5 separate regions of the Mus musculus genome follow, and regions 2, 3, 4 and 5 are each linked to region 1. Evidence: chromatin contacts called from public ChIA-PET, HiChIP or PLAC-seq and promoter capture Hi-C data. All regions are on one chromosome and are shown on one strand. Each heading gives the region's core, a stretch centred on a gene start, on an enhancer-like site or on the middle of the called end of the contact. The rest is flanking DNA. Distances are from core to core; before and after follow the strand shown. Region 1 holds the start of Zfp398 (zinc finger protein 398). Region 2 holds the start of Repin1 (replication initiator 1). Region 3 holds the start of Gimap5 (GTPase, IMAP family member 5). Region 4 holds the start of Gimap9 (GTPase, IMAP family member 9). Region 5 holds the start of Zfp467 (zinc finger protein 467).

The links. Promoter capture Hi-C pulls out the DNA fragments that hold promoters and counts their contacts. ChIA-PET counts read pairs in DNA pulled down with a chosen protein or histone mark. HiChIP or PLAC-seq counts read pairs in DNA pulled down with a chosen protein or histone mark.
Region 2: a promoter capture Hi-C map of liver shows a contact between it and region 1, with 2.5 times the contacts expected there. The contact joins the promoter of Repin1 here to the promoter of Zfp398 in region 1. A contact is called at or near these places in 5 of 39 promoter capture datasets (cranial neural crest, hippocampal neurons, liver and 2 more).
Region 3: a contact with region 1 is called in an RNA polymerase II ChIA-PET map of memory CD8 T cells, with 7 read pairs. The contact joins the promoter of Gimap5 here to the promoter of Zfp398 in region 1. A contact is called at or near these places in 3 of 39 promoter capture datasets (liver and pre-B cells) and 1 of 115 datasets of contacts at active chromatin or transcription factors (memory CD8 T cells).
Region 4: an H3K4me3 HiChIP or PLAC-seq map of pro-B cells shows a contact between it and region 1, with 4 times the contacts expected there. The contact joins the promoter of Gimap9 here to the promoter of Zfp398 in region 1. A contact is called at or near these places in 2 of 115 datasets of contacts at active chromatin or transcription factors (memory CD8 T cells and pro-B cells).
Region 5: a contact with region 1 is called in a promoter capture Hi-C map of liver. The contact joins the promoter of Zfp467 here to the promoter of Zfp398 in region 1. A contact is called at or near these places in 3 of 39 promoter capture datasets (cranial neural crest, embryonic stem cells and liver).

The regions. Positions count from the first base shown.
Region 1 is chr6:47,834,259-47,836,958 of GRCm38.p6, reverse strand. It overlaps Zfp398 (zinc finger protein 398), which reads right to left and starts at 1,298. Exons shown (of 6, transcript NM_027477.3): 1 at 1,039-1,298. The coding sequence starts at 1,062. It also overlaps a transcript of Zfp786 not described here.
Region 2 is chr6:48,592,515-48,595,214 of GRCm38.p6, reverse strand. It overlaps Repin1 (replication initiator 1), which reads right to left and starts at 1,332. Exons shown (of 3, transcript NM_001079901.1): 1 at 1,163-1,332; 2 at 239-424. The coding sequence starts at 383.
Region 3 is chr6:48,744,870-48,747,569 of GRCm38.p6, reverse strand. Gimap5 (GTPase, IMAP family member 5) reads right to left here and starts at 1,373. Exons shown (of 3, transcript NM_175035.5): 1 at 1,140-1,373.
Region 4 is chr6:48,674,862-48,677,561 of GRCm38.p6, reverse strand. Gimap9 (GTPase, IMAP family member 9) reads right to left here and starts at 1,427. Exons shown (of 2, transcript NM_174960.2): 1 at 1,308-1,427; 2 at 1-120. The coding sequence starts at 81. Gm46958 (a long non-coding RNA gene) reads left to right here and starts at 753. Exons shown (of 2, transcript XR_001785233.2): 1 at 753-1,027; 2 at 1,538-1,730.
Region 5 is chr6:48,444,508-48,447,207 of GRCm38.p6, reverse strand. It overlaps Zfp467 (zinc finger protein 467), which reads left to right and starts at 1,383. Exons shown (of 5, transcript NM_020589.2): 1 at 1,383-1,855. It also overlaps a transcript of Sspo not described here.

The DNA.
Region 1 (2,700 bases), core at 49-2,548:
CTTTTTACTTTTTTTTTTACTTTTTTCTTTTCTTTCTTTCTTTTTTTAAAGACACACACTCTGGCTATTTGGCCAAGCATATACTAAAATTTCTGATTCTCCTATTTTAAACTCCTCTGTGAGCCACCATGTTACCATCATGGTTTAACCTCCTAAACATGACTACTAGAGAACTAAAAGTATGTGACAGTTTTCAGCATGGCATATACCTATAGCATACACCATGGGCTCTACTATCTTTTTTAAGGGTTGGGGGAAAATTAAACTTGAAGGGTATTCCCCTCTACTCCATTCCCCGCCCCTCCCCGCTGCTCCCCTGGTTTCTTCTTTCTTTTTTACTTCCTATCTACTCCTCTGCAGACCTGCCTGACTTCTGACTTATTTAAAAAGTCTCTTTGAGCTGACCAAAGCCTTCTTAGGTGGCAAACAAAAGCAATACTTTCCAATCAGAACGTTCTGTTAAACGACCATCCCCTCTTCCTTAATGGCTGTGTGCAGGGACTGTGCGGGTTGTCCTGGTAGCCCTGGCATCTCTGGTGCATGCACGGCTGGGCCCACTGCAGGCCTGCAGCAAACAAGCACACGCACGACTGCACTACTGGCTAAGCCTGCGCTCGGTCGGCCTTCCAAGGTCCCCGCGGCGCCACAGCCTGCCCTCCCGGGCGCGCGAGGCTGTCTGTCCTCACGCAGTCCATAAGGACACACCTTGGCTTTTACCTTCCCCGCCACGCAGGTGACTGTCCTGCCGCACCTAGCAACGACAGCTCTCGCGGCTGTACAGAATGGCTGGTGGATTGCAAAAACACCTCGAGCCCACTTCCCCGTTCCGCGGGCTGACGCGGAGCACCGCGGCGCGTGTAGGTTAGAAACTGCAGACCCTGGTCCCGCGGCGTCGCCCGGCGCTGCGGTCCGCGGTGGCCTTGCGGGGCAAACGACAGCCGCAGACCCACGCGGGCCACAAGGCCCGCTGCCGTCCCCAGCTCCCTCGCCTCCCCCGAGGCCCGGGTGACAGAGACGCCCGTCCATCAGCGCCCTTACCGGAGCGGCGGTCGCCTCAGCCATGGCCCTCCGCTGCCCGGTCCTGTCCCGGGAGTCGCCACCACACGCAGGCCCGGCTGCTCAGTGCTCTCGGCAGACGGCGAGAAGCGGTCTCGCGTTGCTCGCTCTGACAGGACTCGCGCGGCAATCGGGCTTCCGGGGGCGCTGGGACGCAGAGGAGCTGAGTAGCGAGCAGCCTACGCCGCACCGGCTGCAGCCGCCCCTCAGCTGGCGCTTTGTGGGCAGCGAGTACTGCAGGCGCTCTGCCGGCCTAGACGCGCCCCCCTCCGGTCGGTCCTCCCGGGACAGCGCGCCCCCTGGCGGCCCCCGCATCCGGAGCGCCTTCCCAGAGGTCAGCTTCTGAGAAAAGAGTTTTGGTGAACGCAGATCCAACCTACTCGGGTTTCCCATCCATCTGAGAAGACCCAGCAGATGCTACATAGTTTAAGAGCCAGGGAGCGGTGTCCAGGCTGGACGATAGTGTAATCGGCTACCAGAGTGAGCTAGGTGGGAATGATGGAGTTATATCGTTCGTAGAAATTACAAATATGACTTGTATTGGCACCAGAGATTCTGATTATTTTGATTATTGTCTCACTTGGGCTTGGATGAGAAGTAGAATTTTTATAAAGATTTGTTTCTTTTAATTTTATATGTATAAATGTTTCTCTACACTTGGATGTCTACTGCCTATGGAGGCCGGAATAGGATGCAGGATAACCTGGAACTGGAGCTACACACACAGTTGTGAGCCAAACCCAGATCCTCTGCCGAGCTCACTCACCAGCACCGACAAGTGGACTACTTGAGCCAACAGAAATAAAGCTTGTGGTTAGATTTGCTGGATCTGGACTAAGGACCAACAAAAGACAGAGTTGTGTGTTTAACAGCTTGTGTGGCAGAAAGATAATCACACAGCCATAACTTTCCAGTATTTCTCTTTTTTCAAACATGTATGAACCAAAGTCTTCTCAGACATTTATCTCAGTAAATGAAATGAATCCATTCAATGCCCTCAACAGTAGACTGTCTATAGTGCCCCCACAGTATAGGGATCTTCCTGCTGGGCCACTACCACTTGAGTGTACTGTGAGTCTTTATAGTGTACATACAAAGCAATATCTTGTGTATACTTTGAGTCTACTTGAGCATGAACTGTGGTCAGATGGTGCATAGTTGGGAGTTAAAACTACCGTTCTCTAAACTAGAACATCACTATAATGGAATGAACTAGAAAAAGAAGAAAGAAGAGGAGGAGAAAGAAAGAGAGAGACAGAGATAGAGAGAAATAATTGACCTCAGGAAAATAATTAGTGATTTTATTATTAAAAGACATAATTTTTAAATGTGGCCTTCGGCCTGGCAGTGGTGATGCCCATCTTCAGTCCCAGCACTTGGGAGGCAGAGGCAGGTGAATCTGTATAAGTTTGAAGCCAGCTTGGTCTACAGAGTGAGTTCCAGGAAAGCCAGGGCTACACAGAGAAACCCTGTCTCAAAAACAAAAACAAAAAACAAAAAACAAAACAAAACAAAACAAAACAAAACAAAACAAAAAAAGGCCTTAGAAAGCAAGAATAAAGCCTGATATGATGGTACTTGCTTTTAATCCATGCACTAGGAAGCAGAAACAGGAAACTTTCTGTAAGTTTAAGGCCAGCCTGG
Region 2 (2,700 bases), core at 83-2,582, 760 kb before region 1:
CGTGGCCTCTGTCCGGGCAAAACCTCCTGAATTCCTTTACAGCCTGCTCTCTTTTGGGGGACTACAGACATGACTCAACCCCACCAACCCCCAACTCCCACCCCCGCCTGAACCCAGGGAAGACTCCATGATAGGAGAATGGATTCCTTCCCCAGTACATCCCTGTCCTGCAAGTATAGGAGACATGAGCGCTGGAGTTATGGGTTGGTTTGAGGGCACAAGAAAGGCCAAACTCTACCCTGAAGACTGAAGAGCTGGGGGTGAGGCTTTTTCCAGCTCCTTCTGGGGATGTTCCTGGGGAGACTTCGGCTGCTTCGGCCCACACTTCGGTAGCCCCCGGATGACAGAGAAAACTGTAGCAATAAAGACATCCCTATCCCCATGGCAGAGCTCAGACCTCTAACTGCTGAGAGGTCAGCCTTACCTGGGGAAGGGAGAGAAAAGAACGAGTGTGAGGCTCTGCGCTAAGCCAGGGCAGGTTTGTGTCATCACCCAGTCTCTCCCAGATTCAAGGCTACAGAGTTCAGCCTTGAACTCCATACCCAGCCTGGTCGAATGACCTAGCGGACACTGAACTAAATAAAGCATGAGCATGACCCTTTACTGAGGAAGCACAGTGCTGCCTTTGGAGGCCACCTCCTAGCCTGGTAGGGCCCCAGAAGAATAGCCTCCTCCATCTGTTGCAAGGCTCTTTCTCAGTGGCCAAAGGGCTGCCTAGGCAGTAACTCTGGAATCCCTATTGCCTCCCCTTCCCCCACTCTCCGCGCAACATAAATTCCAGGCCTGTCTCCCGAGGGTCTACGCAGGGAGCGCCAGAGTGCCCAGGACTCTCCAGAATTTCCTTGGTCATCTAGGGCAGCCCCGGGTGGCAGCAGGCCCACACACTCCCCCTTTGTATAGATGCGTGTCCTCCGTCCACATTTGCTGGCTCGCTGGACCGGTTCGGACCAGCCAGTGGGCCATCTCGGGTCCCACGCACAGCGCAGCCCGCGGAGCCTGTGCGCAGGTGCGCTCGCCCCGCGCCTCAACACTCCCCCCCCCCTTTCATATTCCGCGCGCGCGCGCGAACCCCACAGCCGCACACACTCACGGTCACGCGCCCCACAGGTGGAGCTGCCCTCGCACGCCCTCGGTGGCCCCTGCGCCCTTACTCGACCCATACCTCTCCCGCGTGCCCTCCAGGGACGCAGCGCCCATCCATAGAGCACCAGGCCGGCCTCTGCGGCCGGTTCCCCGCCCCGCAGCGGCGACAGCGGCAGGTTCGAGTTCACAACTGCCAGGCCCGTCCCCAACCTCCCCCCACGCGCTGGGTTCCCAGCTCCACGTGACTACAGGAGCTGCGGAGGGTCAGTCTCGGCTAGGCGGCCGCGGCCTGGGGGCGGGGCGGGCCAGGTCACCCCGCTGCACTGCCGCTCCGGCACAAGGCCAGGGAGGGCCCCCGGCTCCATCGCCATGGCAGCCACCAGCTCCGGTTTGGCCACCGGCCCGAGCTTCAGTTTCCTAACCCTCTGCCCAGAAAAGGATGCTCGCCCCTGGGCCACCTTGTGGCCAGGCTGTGGTCACTGTGTTTGGTCCACCCTTACTGTCTTTTTCAAAACTCAGAGCCAGAGAGAACTAGACAGGGCACCAACGGTTCTCCTGGCGTCGAGCCTGGGGCTTTGCCCAGTCCGCTCTAGCTTAGGGCTGGAACACAGCACCACGGCAACAGAGCGCATCTGGATGAAGAATGAATGGCCCGCAACTGTGAATTCTGCAAGGCCCTCTATTCCCACAACTAAGATCCGGAGTGGCCTAAGCTCTAGAGATGCAGGCCGGGCCCAGGTGGCTGTTGGCACAAATGGGTCGTTTACCCTTGGAAACGCACAGCAGCCAGTGTGGCGTCTGCGGAGGCAGGTGCAAGCCTGTGGCCATGACTCACCACCCACTAGCAGGTGGCCTTGGCTTTCCAAAAGAACCCCATCTTGGAACTTCCAGACCAGTGCAATTTCGTGTCCTTTCATGCTTTCAACAGAGACAAGCTTTGAATTGTACAATTATTTTAAAAAAAAACACTTTTAAAATCTCTCCCAAGGGCCATCTAGCCCTCTCATATATTAGCCTCCTAAAGCCAATTACATTCGGTGTTTGACATACTCGAGTGTTCTGAATAGTATTTTATATTGGGGAAGCCTGGGTTATCCCTTGCAACTGTACATGCTGGCTCTTCACTTAAGATATTGTAAGTTTTCTCCCATTTCGTTGTTCTCTTATATATTATATTAAAACATATATATATATATATATATATATATATATATATATATATAGTTTAATGGCTGTATAAATATGCAAATCGATTACATATTTTTCCTATGTCCTTATAGATTAATGTCTCATTACCCATGTCCAGGTTCAAACTTTTGGAGGTAGAAACAGATGGTCAAAGACAAGATTCATCAGTTATCCCTGAGAAATGACCATTTTTTTCCATTTCCTTGACAACATGGGCTATTTTCCCAAATTTAATTAAAATGACTGTTTGCTTCAATTTTTGCTTCTTGGGTTGCTGGTTTCCTGACTTGTTTGTTTTGTGTGATTTTTTTTTTAAACCAGTTTATGCTATGACTACTGAGAATTTATCTTTGCCTGACTTTCTATTTGCTCACTTTCAAGGCTGGGAAGTTGGGATGGTTGTTTGGGTTTCATGCTTAAAGATGTTCA
Region 3 (2,700 bases), core at 124-2,623, 910 kb before region 1:
ACAAGGGTCAGCAGGAAGGCATTACTCAAGGAGAAGGCAGAAGCACAAACCCAAATGTTCATTCTCGTCTGAAAACAGCCAAGCCAGCTTATCAGGACAATTTATTTTACCAAGCAATGAGGACACAGTTCAGTCAGGAAGTTGAGAGAGTCTTTCTTGTCTTCCTTGTTAAGTACCGGCAGGCAACAAGGACGCCTAGGGCAAAGCGCCTGATGCACAAGCTTGGAGACTTGACTCTGAGCACCAGAGCCTGCTTCTGTAATCCCAGCACTATACACAGTGAGGCAGCCTGTGGAGATAGGAGAATCAGCCAGAGGCTGTCAGGCCAGCTAGCCCAGGGTGTGGCAGAAACAAGAGAGAAGCCGTTTCCACCAAGCAGAAGGGTAGAAATGACTTCAGAAAGCTGTCCTCTGATCTCCACAAGTCTCCAGTGGCACCAGTGTATTTCCTCACACAACTAAAACCAAAACAAACATTTTCACTCGCATCTGCTCCACCCATCTGCCCCTCCCCTGTTCCTTTATGTCCAGGTACTAAGAGTCACAGGGCAGGTTAGTAGGCAAGAGTCCTGGAAATAGTACCCTCTACTGTAAAGTTCAGCTGACAACGAGGGTGTTCATACACATCTAAAACATAATACTGTTAACATACCACAGCTTCTTGGGGTATGTTAAGGGAAGGTGTGGGATACCTGGCCATGAAGAATGGGGTGGTTTTCAGACAAGATTCTAAGGTAGAATTCACTGACCTGTCTTTCAGGGAAGGGCTAGACCATATAGGAAGGAACATAGAGGTTTCACTCTGGCTTGTAGAGCCTTAAGAACTCATCCTGCCCTCCTTCAGATGAGGTCTATCTGGCCTAGTAGGCTTTGGGGAGTCTGGGATAAAATGAAGAAATGTGCTCCACCTGCTGGGGGAGCTTGGGAAAGCCTGTGGCTCGGACTTTAATTACTCCTCCATCAAAAAACCATCACCTTTGTTAACTGAGGGTTTCAGAAAGGCGCAGATGGTGAGATGGAAAGCCTAGGGCCTAGGGATGATGGCATGGAAATTTCAGGGCTCTGTCCCACTCTATGCTGTCGCCGACCCTCAATTCACTGCTCTTTCACTGTCCAGGAAACCCAACACACCAAGCTCACCCGAGTGCACAGCGGCTCCCTGGCTCCCAAGCGGCTGTCAGCGCCCTGGCGGGTTCCTCTTTACCCTTACAGGTATGCGGTGGGCCTGTGCCTGCTGAGCAGTGCTCTCACAGAACAGCTACATGCAGAGCCATGAATCCAGAGTCCGAAGGCAGGAAAAGAAAGCCCATGGTGACGGAATACACACTGCCCTGCAGACTATATCCCCTCGGGTAGGTGGAAAGGCCTTGAACATTTGCCAGAACACAGTGAAACTGCTTTAGTCAATGACCACTTCCTGTGGAAAGCCTCCCGGCCCTACTCATTTCCCCTTCAGGGGGTGTTGAGGGCACAGTTCTCGGAGCCTGAGAAGTGGAAGACAGCCACCCTTTTCAAGAAAGCCCATGTGTGGCTGGAAAGTGCTGCGTCCCAGGTTCCCCATCAGCACCCAAGCTGAGCATCTGCACTTCCCCAAGCTCCTGGGGTCTCATGTCACAGGCTCTGCATTCAGAACTCCTAAAGAGGGACAGAAAAGCAGCACTGGCCCCGGAGAACCCGGACTGCCCCCTCTCAAAGAGCAGCTAAGCTCAGACAGGAGACCCGGTACTGGCTACCCCTTCTTTGCTATTTGTTGACACAGCCATAGGTGGTCATTGTACAGTTTCTCGCCTATGGAATGTCCAGATGGGCAGGGTGAAGTATTTCTTTACCTTTGTACCTGTTAAGTTTAAGCCTTGAACATAATACACAGTGCTGGCTTATGCAAGGTGATTCTCATCTCAGAGAATTCCCCCATGATGCTTTCTATTGTCAGGAAAGTATACTTGGCTCTCTGTTGTGAACACTAGGGTTTCAAGGGGTCTAGGGAGGTGACATTCTAAGAGACTGCACAGAAAGTGGGGGGGGGGGGGGAGGAAGGAAGAGAGATGAAAGGAGGGAAGGACAGTTAGTTTAAAGCTAGGTAGATAAAGCCCTCTGCTTGTATTTTTAAGAGAAGACATAACTGAAGTTAAGCATGGTGGCTTATTCTTATCCTAGTTTGTCAGGGGATTGCAGCAGGATTGCCTTGAGTTAGAAGCCAGCCTAAGCCACTGTGTGAGTCAGTCTAATAAAAAGCCTTAGCCTCAAGAAGATGTAGCAGCATCCTTTATTAGTGTCTCTGTCCTTTATCTTAAACTCAGTAGCGACCAGCTGTGCCTGCTAGTTGCTAGAGCTTGTTATGTCCTTAGGGCAAGAGGAAGGTCTGCAACCGAGAGGGCCCTGCAGTCAGGCTTCAGCTGAAGCTAGATCCCTACATTCCCAGGGTGCTAGGGAGGTTCTGGATGTTTGCAATTCAAAGAGAGGCTGCTGTGAGCACAAGATCCTCCCACTCTTCAACTCAAAACAGTTTTTTGTTTTTGTTTTTGTTTTGTTTTGTTTGTTTGTTTTTTTTTGTTTGTTTTTTGTTTTTTTTTTAAAGATGTACATCTCAAGGCAAAGGCAAAGAGGGAGAACAAAAGGTCCTAAGAGGTTTGGGTTTCATTATTATCATCATCATCATTATTTTTTTTATTATTTTTAAGAAAGAAAGGAAAAGAGAATT
Region 4 (2,700 bases), core at 178-2,677, 840 kb before region 1:
GGTGTTGGCTGTAGCACTCTTCCCATTTCCAGTCTTCCCTACCAGAATGATCCTCACTTCAGTGTCTCCCTGGCCAGCCATGTCAAGGCAAGCTGACTCTAAAGATCTGAATGCACAGATCTTAAGGAAGGAGAAGAGAGGAAAATTACCTATTAGACAAATGGAAAGCACTCCCGATCCTTTCTTTTTTTCCTTTTCTCCTGAAATTTTGCAGTGTTCTATAGTTTTAAAAGGCTGATGATCTGGATATCATTTAGGCTGTTCCTGATGGCATGGACAGGCTGTCTCTAGTCCTGCTACCGCCTTCATGCCAATATTGGAACAGATGTTCCTGGCTCATGCCCAATGCCAGGTCTGGGAAATGAGTGCGCCCAAATCGTTACTGTGCCAAATACCTGAAAGCCCAGGATGACTATAGAGGTCAACAGCTTACTATATATTTTATGACGACCTAGGAGAGGCATTCAAGGACTCAAACATAAAGAAAGTGTAAGGAAGGCAGGGGCAGGTAGGATCTCAGTGAGTTCAAGGCCAGCCTGGTCTATAGAGTGAGTTTCAGGACAGGCAAGGCTATACAGAGAACCCCTATCTCAGACCAAAGAGAGAGGGGGAGGGGGAGGGGGGAGGGGGGAGGAAGGGAGGGAGGGAGAGAGAGAGAGAGGGAGAGAGAGGAATTGTTCATCTCCCCTGCTTTGACTGGTACACAGTTAATATGTTAATTATTACAGTTAAATATCACACTGAAGCCAGAAATATGCTCACTTATCATGTTAATAAACATGAAACAAAACCCCCAAGACAGTTAAAACAATCCTGCATAACAAAAGAACTGGCAGAAGTGTCACCACTTCACCTCAGAGTGTACTACAGAGACATAATAAAGAGAAAGCAACAGACAAGATGCAAAACAAGACTCGGAGCCCCTAGACTACACTGTGGCTTCAGCAGCCCTCCGTCAAGCCAAGGGTCACACAGCCACACATGCAAATCTGTCTGTTGTACAATTAAGAGGAGTCAGCACATTGAGGTAAGAAAAAATGAATTAAACATGATCTGAGTTCTCTCCCAACTCTAACGAACCTGCCTTGGGGGACACAGAACTTTCTATAAAGGGCACCAGGCCCTCTGTGACCTTCCCCACAGACACACTGCAACGCATCAGTTCATCTCCTTATATCTCTTAGCCTCCACCCCTCCCCCCAGCAGCTTCCTCCCTGTGCAGACACAATACTTCCACCCCCATAGATGCTCCATTCGCCCTCCCTCTCACAGCTCCCTCGCTCCAGGTCTCTTCCAGCCAGACTCACCTTCTTCTGCAACAGTTAATGAGAGTTCAGGATCTCTCCAAGGAACCAATTTGACCTGGTTCAAGTTTTCTACTGAACTATGAAGTAAAACTTCCCTCATTCCCTGACAGGAAGTTCTATGGGTGGAGCCAATTGTAGCTTCCCCCCCCCCCCCCCCCAGCCTGAAGCGGGCGGGTACAGACCTTGTTGCCTCGGAGGTGGGGCCACCTGCGGTGCAACTTTCTGACTAGGCTGGCTCCTTTTGAAGAGACAACTGCCCTGCTCTTCTGCTACCTGCTCAGAGGCTGAACCTGTCTTCCTGAGACATTCCTGGCGACCGCGTGCTGACAGAATGGCTCCAGGCACGGAGAATGAACTGGCAGTGGGGATGGGCCTTCCCCCTTATAAGCACACTCTCTTAGTAAACTCAACTCGCGGGCCTGATCAGAGAAATTTTTGTCTTGGCTTCATTATCTTTTCTCACAGTCTAAGTCTCTTTCAGCCCCAGCCTGCCTCCCAGGTGCACCCCGTTCATGTAGGCCGCGGGCCGGCTTACAACAGGAGCCAATGAAGAAACCATTTGCTTTTAAAGAAACAGAAATATTTTCTTGTAATTTAATAGGTGCTTCAGCTCTGTCAAGTTGAAGCCTTTTCTCTGTATGTCTATTATAATGCCAAACGTTTCTAAATATTTTTTTATTATTATTGTTTGGTTTTTTTTTTTTTTTTTTTTTTTTAGATTACTGATGTGTTTATAAAAAGATAACGAGAGAAGGAGGGATATGCTCTATGGAAGGTGTAGTGAGGTATGGGAGGAGTTGTCCCAGCAGTCCCATTCCAAGGCATCACTTGTTCCTGAGGGACCAGCCACACGACGGTATAATATAGAATAGAGTTTATTCAGGGCATGGGGAGGGAAGTCAAGAGGGTAGAAGAAGCAGAGAAACGCAGAGGGGTTAGAGAGTACAGAAGTAAAGGCCAGCCATGGGCATGTGGAGAGAGCGGGGCAGGGGCGAGGGGATGGAATGGGGAAGGGACAAGGGAGCAGATAGCAAGAAGAGAAGAGCAAGAGCGGGAGAAGGGGGCAAGCAGCCCCTTTTATAGTGGGTGAGGCCTACCTGGCTGTTGTCAGGGAATTGTGGGGTGGAGTTTAGACAGAATGCTAACAATTACAGTCTCAGGTAGCCCAACCTACAGTTGAACTCACAGTGTGTGGAGGATGACCTTGAACTGAAAGCTGAGAACCTGGTAATTACTCAGTCCTTGAAGCTAGATACCTCAACAGTTGGAGTTGTCTCAAGATTGTTGGTTCCCAAGGCAGACAAGAGATGGTAGGTAGAGCATTGCCCATACCCTGGACTTCTCTCAGAGAGCTGGGCAGGAGGGTGGCTGCTCCCTACCCAAATCAGGCATG
Region 5 (2,700 bases), core at 134-2,633, 610 kb before region 1:
CTCCAAGGCCACTGGGCTGGAATGCGGCTGGACCGGAAACTCTGAATCCTTCTATTTCATAATGAAATGAGGTCCCACTGGGCATCCTGCATGGTCACCCCACCTGGTGCACCCCACCTGGCCTGGGGGTTCCTTCCTCTGGGCCTACTATTGGGCCTGGGACCAAAATAGGGCCAGTATGAGTTTCCCCAGTTGCTTCCAGATATCTAGGGTTGGTGCCTGGGAGTTGAGCAGTCCTGGGGAAGGGTCAGCATCTATTCTGGGCACAGTGTCCTTCTAACTTCTCTAACATTCTCACCTGGCCACTGTTCCTGCATATCCTACATACGTGGACTGCAGTTCTCAAAGCCCATTCTTGCACACAGAGAGGGACACAAACTCTGCTCCTAGCCATCTTTACTCAGTGAAGCAGCCAGTTATTAAAAGAGCCTTTTGCATCTTGAGTCACAGGACCTCCTGATCCTTCAGGTCGGTCTCCATTGCTCCAGATTTCACTCTAACTATCTGTAAATGTTGAGGACATCCCTGCTCCATCTTATAAGGCTAGCCTTGGGTCACTGCCCTGATTCCACAGGTGTCACTATCCTTGTGTCAGGGTGCCATTGTCAGGGACCGTGTCCTATCCAAGAGGGCCATTTAATGGCCTCCTCTTCCCAGACTCTCTCCCAGCAGCTCTGTTCTGCAACTTGGCTGACAAGGGAAGCTTGGACTGGGGAGAAATGTAACTTGGATCTGCCCTTTTCCCTACAGGGGCAGGCAGGCGGAAATGGGAGCCCATGGGAGTTTGAAGAAAAATCACAGGGCATGGAATATCCAGCCTAGATTTTAATTCCAGGGCTGGGTGAGGGTGTCTGAAGAGCAGAGGGGGATGGCTTAGGAGTACCTGCACCCATGAGCAGAAATGGTGGAAGTCTGGGGAGAGATCCACACCTAACGCCAGGAGGTTTTCTTACCCACGGACAACACTCCCCCGCCCCCGCCCAGCCCCGCCCCACCTCACCCCCTGCAGTTTCCATGCCTGTCCAGCGGTCTCAGTCGGGGACTTGGTTCCTTTTTCCCCATTTTCTACTTTGAGAGCCCTCTCTCTGCCCTCTTAGATTGGTTCTTAATCCTCAGTCTCCGCGGTGAGACTTGGATCGCGTCCTCCGGTCTGGGTGGATCCTGGTGGAGAGTTTTTTGACCGATTCTCCCAATCTCTGCTGGCCAGACAGTCTCCCGCGGGACCGCGGCGCTACCACTTACTCGGCTGCCACTGGCGATTTTAAAGACAGCCATACACACATTGCTCTCCTCCCCAAACACGCCCCCTCCTCTCCCTACTCCCCCCAACTCTTCACTACTACCACCACCACCCCGTTCCGCGCTCCACCTTTCTCCAGCTCCTCCCTCCTAGGCTGTGAGCACCCTCCCTTCTAGCCCGAGTGCCCTTCCTTCTAGCCTCTTCTTCTCCTTCCTCTCCCCTCTGCCCTTCCTCGGTCCTAAGCTCCCACTTTCCATCTCCACACTCCGGGCATCTTGCCCTCAGACCGTCACCTGCACCCAAGCCCATTAGTGCACCCTCCCGCGGCAGGTCTCTCGAAGACCCTCCGCTTTAGCCTGTGCCCCGGAGCAGTGTTCCCGCTTCCCGGGTTCCTCCCCCCGATCACCCGCAACGCTGCCCCACACCCTCTCCCTCCGCGTCTTTCCTTCCCCTCCCCGCGAAGTTTCAGGGCTGTCAGTCCCGGAGTCTTTCGGGCAGCCCGCACCCAAGCTGCAGGCAGCCGGCGCCATTGTGCAAACGGCCGCCCGGGACCGGAGGCCCGAGCGCCTGGGTCCCCGAAGCGGGCCGCGGCACGTAGCCGCAGGAGCCCGCCAGGTAAGGACACCCGAGACTCCCGGGCAGGCGTCTCCCCCGCCACCCAAACGGAGCTTTACAAGCCCTGCCGACCCACGGCAGGTGACAACCCCGAGGGAAGGGGCGCGCAGACGCGAGTGTGGGGGAGGGGGGGGGTCAGACCAGGAGGGAAGGGAGTCAGGAGGGAGGGTCCTGGCGCAGATGGGGAGACTAGGAAACTGGAGGGGAGGGCAAGGACTCGGGGAGGCCCGGTGGGAGCAGGTGGGAAGAGGGCGGGAGGGGCCTGCGGGGAGGATCCCCAGGAGCGGGAGTAGGGTTCCTCGGGATAGAGGAAGGGTCCAGTGCGAAAGGGCAGGAAACGGGCTCAGGGATGGGGCTGGTCGGGAGCGAAGGACGCTGACAGGTGAGCCTAGAGCAGGGCAGGGGGCCGGGACCCGGAGTGACTCCGGAGCTCTAACAGGGGCGGGGATTGGGGGGAGTCTAGTCAGAAGGAAAACTCCGGAGAGGGCGTGAAGTCAGTGGGGAGCAGAAATGGGCAAGGGGGCTGCTGAGAGGGAGGTGTGTTGGGAAGAAAGGGGTATGGGGAGGGGCAGAACGAGGGAGTAGGTCCAGAGAATGTGGGGTTAGCTTGGATTCCCCCCCCCAAGATGGGGGGCGTGAGACCTGGAAGCTAGGGAGCGGACTAGGAGGGGGAGGGGAAGAACAAGGCTGGGGACCGGGAGGGGAGAGAAGCGGAGCCGGAGCTTGCAGGGTAGGCAGAGGGGGAAGGGAGGCGGGGGCCGCTGAGGGGGGAAGGAGAGCAGCGGGAGGGAGGGAAGCAGAGGGGAGGCTGGTGTGGGGGAGGGGGAGGGAACTGAGGAGAGGAA